2 separate regions of the Zea mays genome follow, and region 2 is linked to region 1. Evidence: chromatin contacts called from public Hi-C data. All regions are on one chromosome and are shown on one strand. The core of a region is the stretch at or near the end of the contact, and the rest is flanking DNA. Distances in the headings are between cores, read along the strand shown.

Region 1 (2,700 bases), core at 154-2,653:
TTGGTCCTGCAGCAGGAGCGTGAAGAGACAGTAGTCAGAGTGCGGCGGCAGCCCCAGCGTGAGGTCTGGCTGCGGGCACGCCGGGTAGCAGTTGAGCATGATCTGCGAGTACCCCGCCTCCAGCTCCCGTAGCAGACCCTGGCTTCGGTGGCAGGGGATGCCCAGAGCCTCCAGTGCTGCCCCCATGAGCTGCATGAACAACTGTTGGTTCGCCATGGCGTACCTGGCTGCCACTTCCCTGCATGCACGAGAATATACGATCCAGCTGCGTACATGAATCCACCAATTATCACGTACGCATAGGTTTCTGGTCCACAAATGATGGATTAATTTGTGGTCCTGTGTGCTCTTGGATGTGCATGCTGAAGTCATGATTGACGTAGGTGCAGACCATTATTGTGACCTTATATACCTGAGATCAGCAGGTTCGTCAGGCCACGAGGCGACGACGGCGTGTAGCGGCTGGCAGGCTAACTTGAGGAAGTCACGCCAGAAGAGCACGGCATCCTTCGCCTGGTTGAAGCTGGTGCCGTACCTCACCGGCGCTCGAACATCCGGCGACATGTACCGTGCCCGCCCCACTAGCGGAAGCTCGAAGAACCGCCGCGCCACGTCCAGCAACCCCTCGACCAGCTCAGGCGCCACCCCATGGTTCACCACCTGTACACGTACATACATACAGATGCATGCATGCGCTTTAATTTTAGGTCGATCTGTATGGATGCAAACTCTCCCAAGAAGATGACAGGCCTGTGCGTGCAGTGTACTGGCCTGGAAGAATCCAGAGCTGCGGCACGCGGCGTCGAGCGTGTCCAGCTCGGAAGCACGGTAGGCGGGATCGCGCAGGCGCGCCAGGTCGACGACGGGGAGCTTCACCCTGCCGAGCCCGTCGTCGTCGGGGCGGTCGGACGGCGGCAGGACGTACCTCTCTGGCAGCGTGGTAAAGCCACGGTTATTGCGGCTCAGGTGACTCACGCTTTTAACCAGGCAGTAGCAGTACGAGCCCTCCTCTTGACTCCTGCTGTCACCTTCGTCGCTACGCTCCATCTGTAACTGCGTGTGTACCGCCTTCGTCGCAGCTTCTCTGTTGACGCCATGCTGCGGTTGACGATCTTCAGCGATAGCCGCCATGGTACGGAGACGAAAGGAGTTAGCAGAGTGGATTGCTGTGTCTATGCTCTAAAGCACGATCACTCCTTTACATATATACTGTGTCTTAATGTCACTCATCAGTATGCAAGTGCTTTGTAGGGCGGTGACAACTAATATATTTATATGCCAAGGCGTGGTAACTCAATAAGGCCAATTGAGGGAGATTAAATCCACTTATATTCAATTTTAATCAAGAGGAATTTTATCTCCTTTAATCATCTTTGATCTAGATGCAACCAACGAAACCCTAAGTGCCGATTTGGTGATCAGGGAAATAGAGGGAATCTATGGGAAGGAATCATCTTGTTATTCAAATTTGACACCAAATCAGCCTTAGGGGCCGTTCATTTCTTCCGGAACGGAGGCATGAAACAATTCCTAACCGGTTTGTTTCTCTATTTTATATAAGTTTTGATCAGATGGAATGATTCTTAGTCCATTCCTGGACAAACGAACAAGGTCTTAAGAGTTTTGACACCAACCGGGCCGGTTTTTGTTGCTAGTTCTTCACCCAAAATATCCAGGGATGTCTCCTAGCTAAGGATACATGTTGGGATCTGCACAAGGTGTCCAACAATCATCGAGACCACCTAGAAAGCTAACAAATCACGTTAACAGAGACACTCGATAATATTGATACTCCTTAAGATTAAGTATAGGATTTTAATTTGTAAGCGCACATAATAGACCACACAAAGGAGTATCCTACTGCATCATTATTTATTTATTTCATAAGAAAACCGGTAGACAGAAATTGTAATTAATGAGAGCTGTTATGTTATCACAACTTAATTAGTTATCAATAGTATAGTGATATAGTATATCAAATAATAATAGGAAGGGCGATGAAACAAATTAACACATGAAGATAGGGATAAACCACAAAGATAACATCACATGTTTAGCTAGGTGAGATGACACACTACCGGAATCCGTGGCTTTGCCGAGTGCTCGGCTCTTTGCCGAGTGCTTTTTGTCGGGAGTCGGGCTTGACTCGGCTCCCCTATTATGACGACCTGCTCCTTCCACACAACATTGACGTGATGCACACTAAAAAGAATGTTGTCGAGGCACTTTGGGCAACAATTATGGACATTCCTGATAAGTCAAAGGATAACGTAAAGGCAAGAGTGGATCTGGCAGCGTTATATGATAGACTAAACCAGGAGATGAAGCCGCCAAGTGGTGGAAAGACATGGAGAAGGCCTAAGGCCGATTTCGTCCCAAGTAGGGCCCAGAGGAAGGAAGTGATGAGGACATCACTTCTATATATACAATGAATGGACCGATAACACGATCTCGTGCACGACAGCTAAATCTCCAGGTATGTTCTACCCTAGTCAATTGTGTTTCAGAGCTTACGCTTGGGGCCATGGATGTTTTGATGATTAGGTACCTTGGAGAGGACCAGCAAGGACTTGGCAAAGGCCAAGGTGTTGAGGAGGAGCAGCAAGGGCGGCCATAACAGGAAGGAGATCAAGTCCGACTCGGCTGCGACTCCATCTCGGGTTCCAGGACCAGTCTGCACTAAAATGGACGCCCAGGATG
Region 2 (2,700 bases), core at 161-2,660, 280 kb before region 1:
TAAGTTTCTTTGTACTGTATTTAATAAATACATGAACTCCATTCAACAGTTTGGAAAAATAAGCATCGCTAAACAGGGACATCAGTTGGAAAAATCAGTGACTCCTGGTAACATTTGAACAAACATAAATGATTATTAAAATGTCCAACTTGTTTAAGACCAACATGGAAAATAGTCACATTTCAGTAATCGTATAAGCACAAGAGTCTTACCCAAGAGTGGGCTTCTCCTTCGAGCTGCACAGGAAAGAAGAGGATAGAAGTTAAAACCTGTCACATGGACTGCCTAAAAGAAACACTGTTTACTAGAAATAAATCATGACAGCAACTATATGCTACTGTTATCAAAACTAATTCAATTCATTTGTCGACTCATAAGATCAACAACAGAGCTCATCAAAAAAACCTGCTTTAAAAATGTTTTATTTTTCTGTACCAAACTGAAAAAATTCTGTAACATCAAACAGCCACATGATACTCCGAAGTCCCAACTCAACATTCCAAATCCTAAGGAAGAAATCGAATGTTATTCCAAGGCACCCACTGGAATGCGTGTATTTGAAGGGCTAGCACTTTGTCAGATCAATAAAATAAAAGTAATCGTCATGCAGAAGGAACGGAGCTTCGCCAGATCTTATTGCAAGGAATCGAGGAACCAACACTACTAGCAAAATAGCTTGGTAACGCCTCAAACCACCATAATTTACCCAAAGCCAAAAGGTCAACTCATCGCGGGCGACCATAATTTCCCAAAGCCAAAAGCTCTACTCATCGCGAATCATTAAAGCTAAGTCATCGGGAACCTAGACGGCTACAATACCATCAGCTCGATCCAGCCGAGCCTGACGCCGAATCCACTAAGAATCCTACCTTCCAACAACCCAAAATCCACTACCTAAGCTCCAGGACCCCATCGAAGCGACCCTCGCGCAGAATCCACTCAAAACTCGAACTTCCAACAACCCAAAATCCACCACAGAAGCTCCGATCAACCGGAGCCCATCGAACCGACCCTCGCGCCGAATCCAGTCAAAATCCTAACTTCCAAGAACCGGAAATCCACCACCAAAGCTCCGAACCAAAAATCCGGTTCGCGGTCGATCGAAGTGCCGCGACAGGCTCTACAGATCCGCTAGGCACGGTGCTACGAGAAGCAGAAGCAAAGATCCATGGCCGATCCGTACCTCATAAACAAAGATCTGGCGCGGAGAGGAAGCGGGGGTCGCTTGCTTGGGGCTTCTCCGGGGAGAAGTCGGTTCTTGCGGCCGCCGCGGCGAAAAGGGAGAAGGCGGCGGCTAAACCTAGCTTCCGGGTGCGGTAGGAGGGGCGAGGGCGAGGCGGTGGCACGGGAGAAGACAAAAAATATATGGGAATGATCAAGCAAAAGAAGAGTTGGGAGGAACGAGTGGTCGGGATCGGCCGGCAGATCCGGAAGATTTTATTTGTTTTCTTTTGTTTCACGACCCTTTTTTGTCAAAGAATTTTCATCTTTTCTTTATTTTCTCTTAAAATGAGAATTCTTTAAAAAAATTAGAGTTGCCAAGGTAGACCTTAACAACGAAAAATTGTATTTCTAGTGATATAAGAGTTGTAGTTGTGAATCTTTAGAATATATTTAGATAAGTTATTTTATTTATTATTTAGATTAAAATGTTTTTTAAACGGTGTAATTTCACATTATAAACTGCAGCTACACGCTTGAGCCAGAACCTGAAGCAGTCTCAAATACCCACTTAGTAACGCTAAGGACTCGTTTGAGACAAGGGTAATGTAGGAGATTGAGGGCTCATTTGGTGGACACGAAAAACGAAAATGTAGGGGATCTATTTCCCTGTCCACCAAACTAGCCCTCGGAGACCCAAAATATCTTACTATTTAAAATTTAATAGTAAAAGATTTTGGTCCCCTCAATCCACTCCATTCAATTCAGAATCATCTCCTACCTCATATTTTCTAGATTCCTGACATCAACGATACAAACATGTTGTTGGTCACTTGCTTTTGATTACTAAGAGATATCAAAAACAAGGCAACACAACTTAGAAGATTGAAACCTTATCCCTTCTTTTATCTCTCCTCCAAGCATCGTTTTATGTACGCTGCCTTTTCTATGCTAAAGTCGTCTTGTACCTTCGTGGTTTGCACCTTCGTCGTTTGTGTGTCCAACCGAAACATCTTTGCATGCTGCTTCGGCCGAAGTCCGTCTTCGTCTGTCTTTTGCTACATGCCTGAAACACGTTTGTTTGCACCGAAGATAAGATGTTTTGAGGACCTTCGGTAAGATAGGCCCCAACAGTAGCCCCTTGTGGAATGAGTTTGTTTTCTCATAACGAGCTTAGATCGCAAAAACATAATTGGGATGCCTTGCGTCGAAAGTTCGAAAACACCTTCCCAAAGCTCATTATGGAGAAATTGAAACAGACACCTTGGTACAAAAGGATCCAGACTCGTGGTCAACCCGACAGGGAGAAGGTGTTGGATCAGGTGAAGGCGAGTCACATTTACTACCTGCAACCACCTGTTGCCAAATATTTCTGTCACTCCTCAGCTTTTCATTCCCCGACACATCGGAAACTAGCTTCGGCAAAAAGCATCTTCGGGTATAATTCCCTTGGATGGCTAGAATCCATTCGACTGCTAGGCTAATCACTCCTACTTCTTCAAAGGCACTCCAAGATATTGTGCCAATTTCCGAAGCTAT

The links. A called contact is a pair of places that touch in the nucleus more often than the background predicts.
Region 2: a contact with region 1 is called in a Hi-C map of tassel, with 2.2 times the contacts expected there. The contact joins the promoter of LOC100194261 here to the promoter of LOC103655881 in region 1. A contact is called at or near these places in 4 of 25 Hi-C or Micro-C datasets (ear, endosperm, leaf and 1 more).

The regions. Positions count from the first base shown.
Region 1 is chr4:210,052,844-210,055,543 of Zm-B73-REFERENCE-NAM-5.0, reverse strand. LOC103655881 (flavanone 3-dioxygenase 2) reads right to left here and starts at 1,403. Exons shown (of 3, transcript XM_020552828.3): 1 at 413-1,403; 2 at 1-238. The coding sequence starts at 1,131.
Region 2 is chr4:210,328,355-210,331,054 of Zm-B73-REFERENCE-NAM-5.0, reverse strand. LOC100194261 (eukaryotic initiation factor 5C CG2922-PF) reads right to left here and starts at 1,410. Exons shown (of 8, transcript NM_001139300.2): 1 at 1,184-1,410; 2 at 213-236. The coding sequence starts at 1,188.